2 separate regions of the Rattus norvegicus genome follow, and region 1 is linked to region 2. The links are chromatin contacts, called in public Hi-C maps. All regions are on one chromosome and are shown on one strand. Each heading gives the region's core, a stretch centred on a gene start, on an enhancer-like site or on the middle of the called end of the contact. The rest is flanking DNA. Distances are from core to core; before and after follow the strand shown. Region 1 holds the start of Slc35b1 (solute carrier family 35, member B1). Region 2 holds the start of Dlx3 (distal-less homeobox 3).

Evidence for each region. Hi-C and Micro-C count contacts between places; a contact is called where the count stands out from the background.
Region 1: a Hi-C map of Schwann cells shows a contact between it and region 2, with 6 times the contacts expected there. The contact joins the promoter of Slc35b1 here to the promoter of Dlx3 in region 2. A contact is called at or near these places in 7 of 12 Hi-C or Micro-C datasets (the A7r5 cell line, the Rat2 cell line, Schwann cells and 4 more).

What each region holds. Positions count from the first base shown.
Region 1 is chr10:80,821,203-80,827,985 of GRCr8, forward strand. Slc35b1 (solute carrier family 35, member B1) reads left to right here and starts at 3,770. Exons shown (of 9, transcript NM_199081.1): 1 at 3,770-3,956; 2 at 4,630-4,733; 3 at 5,314-5,444; 4 at 6,104-6,134; 5 at 6,664-6,783. The coding sequence starts at 3,853. It overlaps Fam117a (family with sequence similarity 117, member A), which reads left to right. Exons shown (of 8, transcript NM_001109039.2): 8 at 1-917.
Region 2 is chr10:80,557,671-80,564,714 of GRCr8, forward strand. Dlx3 (distal-less homeobox 3) reads left to right here and starts at 3,665. Exons shown (of 3, transcript NM_001105832.1): 1 at 3,665-4,174; 2 at 5,219-5,409. The coding sequence starts at 3,850.

The DNA.
Region 1 (6,783 bases), core at 2,520-5,019, 260 kb after region 2:
CCCCCAGACCCCTACCACACTTTACCATGGAGAATAGTGCCTTGGTGGCAAGCTCTTCATTGGCTTTCCAAGCTGGGGGATGGAGGAGCCCTTCCCTCTTGGCCTTTGAGCACTTTCATTAATTGTGTCAAAGCCCCAGGTCCTTTGGTGGACATCAGCCCCTCCAAAAGGGAGGAGACTTACCTCCTCCGCTAGCAGCTAGGCAGCTCACAACTGTGTACCTGCAGCTTCCCTCACCCACTAGAAGGTCTTGAATCTTCCAGCCCAGAGTGTGAGTTCAAATGACTTTTAAGAGGCTCTTGTCATGGAACACGTTGGCTGTGACTGAGAAAGGAAGGGGAAATGCCACAGGCTTTCTGACAGTTCCACTTCTAGAGACACAGAAAGGCAGACCAGATAGATGCCTCCTTCCTAGAGGAGCTGACCAGAGTGGTCCTCGGGGCCAGAACACTTGACCAATCGTCTGTTGGCAGGGGACCACGAGATTTCCCAAGTGGCATTTTCATCTCAGTTTTACCCTGACTGAAGATTGTCTTAAGCAGCATCCCGGCCCAAAATGAAGAGTGGGAAGAAGGATCTGGCACTCCTCCAGGGGGCATGTAGCAGCCACATACCCTCCACCTGCCCCAGGGGACACATAGCAGCTCCATATCCTCTACCCACCCCAGGGTTGGATTGAATTAGAAAAATGCCTATTTTTCTTGTATTGATGTAGAAACTCTATTTTCACCCAAAGACACTATTTTTGCAGCTATTTGAAGTTTGTATATTTTCCGTACTGCAGAGCTTACTCAAAATTGAAGAATGTTAATGTTAGAGGTTTCTTATCTTATGTTTAGAGGTTATTGTGGGTTTTTTTGTTTGTTTGTTTTTTGCAGATCTTGATTTATTAGACCAAATAAATAAGTGTTCCAGCAGTTTGAGTTTTCTGAATACCTGGGATGGGAGGCGTGAGGTAGAATGGAAGGTATTGTATCCATTACCGTAGCCTATCTTCAAGAGAAGGAACCTCCATTTAACATAGAGTGGACTAATTGCTGTATGGATGGGCCTTGCTAGAGACTCTTCACAAAGACACACTAACAGTAGACTCATGAAGTCTTGTCTAGAACGGAGAACATGATGTGTCCTGCAAGTGGACATGGAAGTCATTTGGGAAGGGTACCATCCTAATAAGAGTACCCAAAGGCTCCTGAGGAACATTGGACCTGAAAGAGAGTATGAGGACAATTGAAGGGAGACAGTCTGGCATTACAAGTACTCCTTGTACTTTCAGGAAAGTGAGACCAGTGAATAGCTTGCAGCTGGGACAGCATTATGCCTGTAGTTTCAGTGAGTACCCAAGGCAAGAGTGTGCAACCCTGAAGGGGACACAGGAACCATCCTTGTCCTTTCACAGCCTCTGAGATGTAAGAGCTCTTAGACATTTGAGGGAAGTGGGAATCGCCATCCCAACCTTCTGTTAGTGCCTGGAATTCATGAAGCATTTCAACAAAAGACTTAAGGAACCCTCCCCTCACCCCACAGGCCAGGCTATCCCAAGTACTATCCATTGGTTTGGTAACCACCAGCAAACCAAATTAGAGGCTTTAAGAGAATATCATTGAAAATAGGACAACTTTTGGGAAAGAAGAACCAGTCTGAGTGAAGGAAGGTCCAAAAGATTAAACAGCTTTTTCCAAAACGACTGCACCACATAGGGGAATAAGGATTGGAACCCTGATCACTTCACAGCTGGTGCTTTCTAACCAAAGAGCTCCCCTTTGATTATTGCCAGTGATGTCACATGGGGAAACTCAGGTGGTGGTGGCAGCAGCACACCCTTGAATCTCAGCACTTAGGAGTCAGAGGCAGGTGGATCTCGAGTTTGAGGCCAACCTGCTCTACAGAGAGTTCCAGGACAGTCAGCCAGTGAAATCCTGTCTTGGAAAAATAAAAATAAAAATAAAAATAAAAAACACACCAGGGGGGTTGGGGATTTGACTCAGTGGTAGAGCACTTGCCTAGCAAGCGCAAGGCCCTGGGTTCAGTCCTCAGCTCCAATAAACAAACAAACAAACAAACAAACAAACAAATAAATAAATAACACCGGGAAGCTCAACCTAGGTCAAGTGAATTGTTTGAGGTCCCAGTTGATAAATAAAAGGCAGAAATGGAATCCAGACTCACCCAGTTACTATTTGGTTGCCTGGGAAGTGTCTGCTGATCCAGGAGAGTAAACCAAAGGGCAAGAGAGTAAAACTTACAGTGTCTCCCAAAAGGTGACACTAGGCAAGGGACAGACCCTATTTTTTCTTAGTCCTCCTAGCCCTGAAAGATGTCTGGCTTGTCCCCAAAGCCTTAGTGAGTCAGGTCCCCAGTGATGGGTGTGGTGCTGCCTGCTTTTCCTTCCTTTGCCTGAAGCTGTGCCAAAGGAGCAAAGCTGCTAGAAGAGAAAAGCAACCCCAAGACCCAAGACTGCCTGAAAATTTGGACAGTTTTAGATGGAGGACTTGGTGACCTGGTGTTAGTCTCCCTTTTACAATTCTAGGGAAGCAGGTGGAGACCCAACTGTTTAATCAGTGAGAAGTTCATGGATGAGACCACTAATAGGCAGAGGTGTATTGTGAGGGGTTACTTCATTGGATAGTTGCAAGGTCTTAAAGTTTACTTAAGTCCTTGGAAGGGAGGGGTTGGGGATTTAGCTCAGTGGTAGAGCACTTGCCTAGCAAGTGCAAGGCCCTGGGTTCGGTCCCCAGCTCCGAAAAAAAGAAAAAAGAAAAAAGAAAAAAAAAGTACTTGGAAGGGAGGTGGAGCGAAAAGAATTGTGAGTTCAACGTCATTCTCCTATATAGATTCAAGGACAGCCTGAGCTACACGAGATCATGTCTTTTTTTTTTTTAAGGCATTTCAATAAACTTGGATTTTTCACCCCGAAGAGGTGAGGAAATACGATTAGAGTTGAGAAAATGTGATGACTAATAATACTTTAAAGTTGCACAGCGCACTTTACAGTTTATAAAACAGTTTGGCAAACCTTAGCTCATTTAATCTTCAGAACATTCAATCAGTGACAGGGTGGTTATTATTAATTACTACGTTTACAGAGTGAGAAATCCGTAGCTCGGAATTTAAGCAACACGTACTGTGCTGCCCCTAAGTGATAAGAGCCCTGATCTATCACGGAGCCTGACCAGTGGCTCCCTGCCATGAAAACTTAGTAATGTGTCCTAAGAAGAGAACCTGTACATCTCAGCCAGGTCTTGAATGTAGGGTAGACAGGGTTGGAGTCGCTGACGCTGGCCAGCGGCTAGAGGGCGCTACGGCTCTATGAAGCGTTCTTGGCGTTAGGACCCAGCCGCGGCCTGACAGCCAACTGCAAAAAAGACTTTGATTCACTCCCCTAGACCTCACCGCCTCTTTCTCCGCCCAGCTGTCTATTTTCACTCCTCGTAGCCAATTGATAACATCCACATACTTGTACGTCATCACTATACGCCGCGTAAACTCCTAGGCCTCCCCGCCGAGCTCCGGGTTGTAGGTGTCCTAGGCGTTGCCTGATCGGAAAAATCTAAAAGATGAGACATTAACCTCGATATGGCCGACTTTCCTGGCCACCAGGAATGGCGTAATGGTTTTAAAGCCTGCCTTCTTTCCTAGAACGCTCCTTCTGGGGCGGGAGGCATTTCCTTCTCGGAAGCTCTGAGCTGGCATATCTGGAGTTGGCTGCTCCGGCCTACGAGCCGGCGGTCGCACGCAGCTCCTATGAGGTCCCTGCCGCCGGCCGGCGATGTCCGCCTGGAGCTTTCGCCTTCGCCGCCGGTACCGCTACCTGTTCTGAACGGATCTCCGGCCGACTCGTCCCTGCGTCTCATGGCCGCTAGCAGATCCCTGGTGCCCGACAGGCTGCGCCTACCACTCTGCTTCTTGGGTGTCTTTGTCTGCTACTTCTACTATGGGATCCTGCAGGAGAAGATGTGAGCAGACCCTTGAGGGGGCAGGACTGCTAACATCCCCCAGCCAGGGCTGGAATCCAGTCCCCACCGTCCATTTTACAGTCTAATCCTCGGGCTTCCTGTGTCTGGTACAGGTTTTCCTCTTCTCCGGCTCGGCCCTCTGACCTTTTTTTGCACCCTGCTATTATGCATTGCTAGCTGAGCATCCTTGTAATTCTAAAATACCAGGGCCGGCCTCAGGAGTTTTGGGACACGATTCTTTTCTTCCTTTAGATATTTTTACTTTTGTTGATTCCAAGAGCGTTCCATGGCCTGAGCCAGGTCCTTTTTTTTTTTTTTTTTTTTTTTTTTTAGCCCTGAGGTGTTGCACACGGTTAATCTTCTTGCCTTCGGTCTTGCTTTATTTTTCTACAGGGGATACTTTTGTTCCGCTGTCTGACTTTCCTAGTTGCCCCTACCTTTGTCCATTATGGTTATTCTTTCCTCAGGCTATGGTATCAGTAGGCTGGTATCTAGTTTTTAGGCTTAAGTCAAATCTGCCTCTGTGGGTAAATACACTCGGAAAGCTTACTAACTCTAACTACATCTACAAAAGCATGATACTTCCAAAGCTCTCAGTGGCTCCGAGCATACTTGATGACACTGAGTGACACATAATGATTTCTCCCCTCGTTTTTTATGTGTTTCATCACAGAACAAGAGGAAAGTATGGAGAAGGACCCAAACAGGAGACATTCACCTTTGCCTTAACTTTGGTTTTCATCCAGTGTGTGATCAATGCTATGTTTGCCAAGATCTGTGAGTACCTCATAGTAATTTGTTGGGCGCACTCTCCTTTCTCCCATATTCTGGGCATAGATGTGGATTCATCTTTAAAAATCAAAGTTTTTCCCTACCTCCATACCCTTGAGTATTTAAACAGCTTCTCTGCGGTCTGTAAAACCAATGGCTGTGAAATGAGATTAAAATATTAGGCCTCTAAATTATACCTACTTTTGAGTTAGAAATGACTGGGCCCTCTATATTCCAAATTCCCATTGAAAACACTTAGAACATTTTCCCCTTTATCCCTTTGACTTTGCCTTGTGTGTCAGCTTCAAACACGTCTTTGTTCCTATCAGCAGAGTTAAGCCATCCTTTCTTGAACTCAATGAATCCCTACCACCACTCTGCATGTGGTCATGTTAGGCTTAAGGGGAACTGGGGAGATGAATAATTTTCAGATTTCCCAGCTTAAGAGGATAGAAATAGCTGTCTTTCTTGACAGGCAAGTTTCTTTCACATGGCCTCAACTCTTTGCTTAGTGGTCCATCCTTGCCCCACCGGGTTTCTCTTGTATGTTTTGTTTGTTTTTGTTTTATTTTTTGTCTTCTCCCAGTGATCCAGTTTTTTGACACTGCCAGGGTGGATCGCACTCGGACCTGGCTCTATGCTGCCTGCTCTGTCTCCTATGTGGGCGCCATGGTCTCCAGCAACTCAGCACTACAGTTTGTCAACTATCCAACTCAGGTGAAATCTCAGGGTGAGATGAGAGTTGGCTCAGAAATTGTGTGGACAGGACTAAGGGGGATCATCCCTCACCTCCCCTCAGGTCTGTGATTTAAATAAATGGAAGCAATCCCACAAGGCTAGGGATCTAACTCGGTAGAGCTGGCTTAGCATGGGTGAAGACCAGTGTTCCATCCCCAACACTGCATGGGTCAGGCTTGGTGCCACTTGCCTGCAGTCCTTGCACTCGGGAGGTAGAGGCTGGAGGATCACAATCAAGAGGTTCAAGATCATGTTCAACTGTAGCAGTGTATCCGGTTCAAAGCCAGGCTGGGCTTCTTGAAACTATGTTCAAAACAAAACTGGAAACTATATTCAAAACAAAACAAAACTTGAAACTATGTTTAAAACAAAATTTGAAACTATGTTCAAAATAAAAAAAAAAAAACAAAAAACAAAAAAAGGAAGGAAGAAACATTCAAAGAGTTTATGCTTGAGAAAGAGTGTAGAGTTTAGGACATAGAGTTGGGGCACAGGTTTGGGTTTGGCCATAAAAGGGCTGCCTCCTGAGGCCAACCTGTGGGGTTCAGGTCCAGTGCTAATGCCTCTTAACGCAGCAACTGATGTACTTCCTGGCACACCACAGAGGCTTAGGAATTATTTGCTCACTTTTATTTCAGGTCCTTGGTAAATCCTGCAAGCCAATCCCAGGTAAGCAGAGACAGTGAACTCTGTCTTCCTCTCTTTCCGAGTGGCTCTGGGTGTCATCATCCCATTGTAGGTCTCTCTAGTGTCTTTCCTGTCACCGGTGTTGCTTCCTGTGTTATGCACAGGCCAAGTGGGAACCAGAGGCTAACCTTGCCTACTCTGTGTCCTCAGTTACTGTAGTGTCCCCTGTTTACATTGTCACCACACACCTGGAATCCCATTCGGGCCAGCAATCTGATTGATCTCTTCCTTTCAGTGTCTGGTCTTCCCCTCCTGGCTCTCCACCCTTCCCAGGTCCTTCATGGACCTTTGACTTTTGTCCTCTCTTTTCTCCACCTAGCTACTACTCAAGCCCTGTTGCTCAATCATCTTTATCTAGGGGCCAGCGTGACACCCCTCCCACCTCGCCCTCTGGAAGGCTTCTTTCTCAAATGTTTCTCCTTCAGTCTTGATGTGGCTCTCAGGAGGAGGATGTTGGGGTCACTGACACCAATGGGGCCTTGAGTTTTTACTGTCGTTTGTTTTTCTATAGTTATGCTCCTCGGAGTGACCCTCTTGAAGAAGAAGTACCCATTGGCCAAGTACCTGTGTGTGTTGCTAATTGTGGCTGGCGTGGCTCTTTTCATGTATAAGCCCAAGAAGGTGGTTGGGA
Region 2 (7,044 bases), core at 2,415-4,914:
ACCCCACACCTCTTCAGTTCTTGCTTCCAATGCCCTCCTGCCTCTCTACCACGCCAGCCCATACAACCCTCACCCCATCACCCACCACACCAACCAGTTCCCAGAGTGCCCACATCCCAGGATGCAAGTTGGGCCCTATGAAGAGGACATCAGGTCTGACTTGAATGTCAGCTCATCGGCACCCAAGACGTGGACGCACTGTAGAAGCTCTACAAACACTATACCTGGATGAGACTCTGGAAAGGTGTGAAAATTGCTCCCTGACTTGAAAGCAAGAAACCCAAAGACAGGCGTCATTGACCAAACAAAGATGGGAGACAGAGAAGGAGCTGGAAACCAGAGAGTAATCCAAGACAGAGTTATGGGGACCTTTGTCCTGTTGCTGCAGAAGGCTGATTTCCAGCTTTCCGGAGGTTCAGACACTACCTGCTTATGACCACTAGATGGCGCCAGGTCCCCAGGCAAGGAAGAAAGCAAGCCTGCCTACACACCAGGGTCCATCCTTTTCCTGAACGTCATCCCTCTGCTGGTTCGTCATCCCTCTGCTGGTTCGTAGTGTCCAATTGGCCTGATACCTGGTCTCCAAGAAACGGGACCATAGCAGGCACCTCTTCTCCATGTCAGAGACAGTGTGTGCAGTAGACCTTGACCTGGACACCAACCAGCGCCCTTCACTCCTGTCGGTCTCCTAGAGGTCTGTCACCTGTCACCAGCCGCCTTGTTTCACCCCTCCTTCAGGAGCAGGACTCTGGCTAGCTGACACTTGCTCATCTTGCTGGACCAGATGAAGTCCAGTGGGTGACACCAGTCCTACTGCATCTTCTGGCTGCCTTTCCGCCCAGCTACCACACAGCTGTTGGTGGCTCCCTTCCTGCTGATCATAGGGACCCCTCAGGAACAACTCCAAACTCAATTCCATTGAGAATGAGTTCTGTGCCTGCTTCAGACCTTCCATCAACCATGCCTCAGCCTCAGTCTGGCCTCTGTTAGAACAGTACCAAAGGGATCCAGCTCCTCTCATTTAGTCACTCAACAAACATTTCCCAAAGACTATCTTATGTATCTGAAGGATTATGGTGAATGAGGTAGGCATTCCCCAGCACACTGCAACAGGGACAAGGTGTTAACCACACAAACCGTTTTTAAGTAATTCTCCTCCTCCTCCTCCTCCTCCTCCTCCTCCTCCTCCTCCTCCTCCTCCTCCTCCTCCTTCCTTCTCCCCCCCTCAACAGGGTTTCTCTGTGTAGCCCTGGCTATCCTAGAACTAGCTCTGTAGACCAGGCTGGCCTTGAACACACAGAGATCCATTTGCCTCTGCCTCCCTAGTGCTGGGGTTAAAGGCATACGCTGCCACGCCCAGCCTTAAATGCTTCTTGACGCTACCGTTGTGATTTCAGTCTGTTTCTAGAGCACAACAGACCTTGGAAATTACCCTAAAATAACTCACTACCACCCCAAGGCTCCTGTGCGCACTCTCGGCCAGGCCCAGATGGGGTGAGGGGAGACTGGGGCATCTCCGAATCACCTGTCACTCCAGATGAATGAATGAACGAACTCTCGAGACAGTTTGCCCGACGCTGTCCCTTCCCTGTGGGCAGCTGGGGGCTCCAAAACAGGCCCTCCCCGCCGCCCCCGCTTGCATCCTGGGAGGGGAACCGGCAGCCCAGTGCCCTTCCTGCCCCCAACGCCCCGGGCTCCTTGGGCGCCCTCTTGGCAAAAGAACAGAGGGCATCCAGAGCGGGTGGCAACTCGTCCCGCCACGAGCTCGCAGCGGCGGGCGATAGGAGCTGGGGGGACGCTCAGATAGACAGACAGATAGCGCTCCCCTCTCCCGCCCCCGCCCCCACCTTTCCCACGCGGCGGCCTCCCGGGGCGGCCCAGGCCAGGCGGTCACCTATTCCTGTCCCTGCTCCCGGACCAGGTCCTGCTAGCTCGCCAAGCCCAAGTTTTTTCGGGCTTAGCATCCTGTGGCTGGATCTAACGTTGAAACATCTCACCGCGCCCCCTCAACACTCTAAGCCGAATGAGACCCCTTTCCTCTCTGCCTGCTAGCTCCTTAAGACAGCCTTAAGGCAGATTGCAGAACCTTGGAACAACCACGAGGTGGCGCGCTGGCACTGTGTGTCCTGGCTAGGCAAAGCAAGGAGATACAAAGTTCGAGATGTGTAAGGAAGGCCTGAGGATGGAGGGGGTAATAGGAACTGAAATTGGGAGAAGGCTCCTTCCTCCACGGATAGATTTGGGAGTAGAAACGGGGGTGCTATAGAGAAATATGATTGGCATCCGGAACAGCAAATATAATTACCTGGGAACTGGACTTAGAGAGCCAGACAGACAGGAGGGTTGAAGATCGCTCCAGGATGAGAAGCCTCTTCATCAGGGCGTTCATGGACAGAAGACATTGAATGAAGTACCTGGCTCCTATCTGTTGGAGACAGACGGGTCTGAGCATCCATCTGTGCACATTTGGGTACACATAGCTGTCTGGTCAGTCGTTCACAACCCTACACTTCCACTGCCTCACCCCCCCACACACACACACACTTGCACACTTTCTCACGGGCACTCTTGTGGACCTCACTTGTGGGCACACTGTGGACCGTCTGCATTTTGTGGAAGATGTAACATACATCTTTAACCCCTAACAACGTCTGTGCTCTCAAGTGCTGTCCCATACTGAGGGGAGCCTGCCTCAAAAAGCCAGCCTCATAGGGGACAACTCATGGCTCTTGCCATTTAACCTGGTCCCTCTGAAATGGCACACATACAGTTGGGGAACACATACAATTGGGGGTATCTCCGTCTTCTAAAGCAGCCCCTAAATCCATACAGCTTTACTCCGGTAGGATGCTCCCACGCCCGACGAATGACTTGCAGGCCCAAGGTGCTTCTGCTTGGTCAGATTCTTCCTTCATAATTTTTTTTTCTTTTTTTCGGAGCTGGGGACTGAACCCAGGGCCTTGTGCTTGCTAGGCAAGCGCTCTACCACTGAGCTAAATCCCCAACCTCCTTCATAATTTTTAAACTTACATTTCATACCTGCAGTGTCATGAAGATAATATATTAATATAGTCCAACATTTTTAAAACATGGACATTCCTTTTTTTCGTCTTCTTTTTTTTTTTTTTTTTTTCTTTTTTCCCCCTTCGAACTTTAAGGGCGATCGAAATTATTTTCCTGGACCCTGGGTCCTTGCCACTTTGTCATTTGCATACAACACACAGACATCACCAAGGACCACCTCCTTCCATAAACACCCAATGGATAAATTCCCCTCCTTCCTCATCTCACCTAAGCCCACCCCTGGCCACTAAAACAGACAGACTAGTAGATCCTGGGGGCTCTGCACAGCCAGCCACTCCACACACTCGGAAAATTTATCTGAGGTGGAGCATAGGAGGAACATAGTGGTGCTGGCGGTGGTGTGTGTGTGTGTGTGTGTGTGTGTGTGTGTGTGTGTGTGTGTGTGTGTGTGTGTGTGCATTAGGGGTAACAACAAAGAGGGTTGAGAGGGTTGGGGGAGCCAGTGAGAAAGCGCGAGCATGTTTTGCCTCGAAGGCAAGACTTACAGCCAATCAGCGCTCAGGAGCCTCCCTCGGAGACTCCAACATTGAGTCTATAACCGGCTGGCCGGGCGGAGCTGGCAGCATTTGACTGTGGCTTGGGACGCTGAGAGAGGCACGCAGCTACTGACCGACGACCGGCGATGGTCTAGGCGCCCCTTGGCCACCCCCACCCCCGACGCGACCGCGTCCTGCCCTCGCCCTCTGGACACACACCCCACCTGGGCTCCTCCGTCCGTTCGGCGCTCCTCGGAGGAAGCCCGGGGGTGTTGCGGCGCTCGCCAGCATGAGCGGCTCCTTCGATCGCAAGCTCAGCAGCATCCTCACCGACATCTCCAGCTCGCTTAGCTGCCATGCGGGCTCCAAGGACTCGCCCACCCTGCCCGAGTCTTCGGTCACTGACCTGGGCTATTACAGCGCTCCCCAACATGACTACTACTCGGGCCAGCCCTACGGCCAGACGGTGAACCCCTATACCTACCACCACCAGTTCAATCTCAATGGGCTCGCAGGCACCGGCGCTTACTCGCCCAAGTCGGAATATACCTACGGGGGATCCTACCGACAGTATGGAGCGTACCGGGAGCAGCCTTTGCCTGCCCAGGACCCAGGTGAGGAAACCGGGTTGTGGAGAGGGTGCGAGGGATTATAAGGTTCCCAAGCGAGAGGATGTCTGGCAATGGATGCTGAAACCTAGGGCACCTCAAGGTTAAGAAATGGAAGAGTTGAAGATTAGAGGAGACCCGGTTAGATGACTTCCAGAGGGGCGAACCACACTCGGAAGAGACTCGAACTGTGCGCTGCGGTCTCCTGGAGATTCCGGGGCAGCCGGGGCCATCGGGAGTGCTCTCTGGTTGATCAAGGGAACCTTCAGTGTCGCGATCCCTCTGGCATTAGAGCCGGTAACCCAAGAGGGTCGCCAAGGGCTTGAGCGGGGGCAGCGAGGGCTGGAGGTTCCAGGGCCCTTCTTCTGGACGCCCGTCCCGGGAAACCCGTAGTAGTGAAAGGCACGTGGAGAAAGACCCAAAGAAGTCCCAGAAGTGGAGGAAGGAAAGACTGAGAAGTAGAGATGTGGAGAGAGAAGTGGGGACAGTGAGAAAGAAATGGGGTGGGATGAGAAAAAGCACAGCAGAAAGCAACAGAGGAAAGGAAAAGGGAGAGAGGGAAGTAAGAAAAAGAAGAGAACGGAGGAAAGGAAGGAGAGGGAAGGAAAAGAAAACAGAGAGAAAGGAAAGAGACTGAGAAAACAATGGTACTGCCCTTGAAACAAATTAACCTGAACTAGGAAGTTTATTAAAAGGGGATGGGGAGTGGGGACCAGGAGTGGGAGACGCCACCGCGGTTAGGTGGGTCACTAAAGAAGAGTGGCTGAGCCGGGAAGGCGTCTGGAGCGAGCTGCGCGGTCCTCGCCCAGTCGGTTGCTGGCGCCGGGGCCGGCGCTTCGGGGGCCCCGGGTGCCGAGCTGGGAGCGCCGCGTCGTGGGCGGCCGCCGGTCCGGCTGGGTCGCTGCGGTTCCCTCCCTGGGCGCGGGCGGCACAACGCTCCTCCAAGAAGTCTCGGGGAGATCAGTGGGCCGGAGGGTGCGGCCTCGGTGGGAACTCATGGAAAACACGGGGGTCGCAGGCTGAGACTAAACTGGTGTTTTCCCCTTACAGTGTCGGTGAAAGAGGAGCCGGAAGCCGAGGTACGCATGGTGAACGGCAAGCCCAAGAAGGTCCGAAAGCCGCGAACGATCTACTCCAGCTATCAGCTGGCTGCCCTGCAGCGCCGTTTCCAGAAAGCCCAGTATCTGGCCTTGCCTGAGCGCGCCGAGCTAGCTGCACAGCTGGGCCTCACACAAACACAGGTTAGTACTGAACGCTCCAGGGTCTCTGGAGGGAGATGGGAGCATGAGGGACCTGGGGATTCCCTAGGTACCTCTGAGCCTGGCTGGCCGGTTAAACACCCCCACCCCCAGCCCTTGCCCCGCAGCCCATTGTAGGGACTCCTGCCTGCGCTATGAGTGGCTGAGTCTCAGCTTTGAAAGAAAGGGTTACAGTAGCGAGTGAGCATAGAAAGGTGCAGTGTGCATCTTTGTGAACTTACGCAACTGTGTATGTCTGTCACAGAGACATGCCCTCCCCTACACCCCAGAACTCCTAGCTCCCAAGACCCTCAGCAACGTTATAGGACGTAGGAGCCCCTGTCGCCTCTCTCCCAAGCGAAGTATGAAGTATGTGCGTGTAGGATTTACGTGTGACATTCCAGGAAATACTCACATAAAGAATAGGGTCCTTTGGGGCTGGGGATTTGGCTCAGTGGTAGAGCGCTTGCCTAGGAAGCGCAAGGCCCTGGGTTCGGTCCCCAGCTCCGAAAAAAAGAACCAAAAAAAAAAAAAAAAAAAAAAAAAAAAAAAGAATAGGGTCCTTTAAGGGTTTTTTTGCAAACAGAACGCAACTATCTGTGATGGGACCCGCACGCGCGAACACACACACACACACACACACACACACACACACACACACACACACACAAAGTATGCTTGTATAAAAACGTCATGATCTTGCTTCCCACCCAAACGCCTAAGCAGAGAGGTTCTCCACTAAAAGGACCACCTAGGGATCAGAAAGTAGGAAGTCCACCCCCACCCTCTTACCTGTCTCTAAACCCCAAGCAGCCCCACAGCTCTGGGGAGGAATGTCGGGTGCCTAGCTCCCTACAGGTGTTGACAGGCTGGCTTTGGTTGCGGCTGGGCTGTGTGGGGCCTGGTCCATCGGGAATCTGGGTCACCTGGTGAGAAGCTGAATCATTGTTTGTACCAGTCATGGGGTGGAGAGAAGCAGGGGGAGGGGGAGATACCCCAAGGGAAATTTAGAGACTCAGGAATTGTGGTTCACCTGCCCCTGAGTCCCTGGGTCACCCCTAAGACCCAGTCAGAGCCTTAGGAGCCCTCCATGCCTGAGTGTTGGTGTTGTGGGTGCTTATCTGGGTGTTATCTGCATGCATTTATAGCTTTACTGTCTGGTGGCTGTGTGAGGCTGCGTGGGTATGTTGCTGAGTGGGGAGGTACCATGTGTGGGTGTGTGTTTATCCCAGTTTATATGTGAACTTCAGTGAAGGGCCTCTAATGTGGGCAAAATACCACCAACTGCTCGGTTCCTGCTCAGGGTGCCTTTTACTGAGCATTTACTATAGAGCGGACCGTTTAAGTTGTCTATGCCTTAACTTTCTTGAGTCTTATATCGACCCTTTGAGATAGGTGGTAGCGTTGGCATGGTCCCCATTTTGCAATGAGAGGAAGGTGAGGCCAGAGAGGGTATAAGTAACCTGCCTAAGGTCCCGCTTCAGAAGTGGCAAACCACCGGGCCAGCAGAATATTCCAAGCCACAGAGTTCTTCCCCAACTGGAAAAAAAGATACTGGCTTAGGTGTGAGAGCTCTGGAGTTTTGCCTAGTTCCCCCCCCCCCCCCCCCGTGAGGCTGGGTACGGCTTTGCCTTTTCC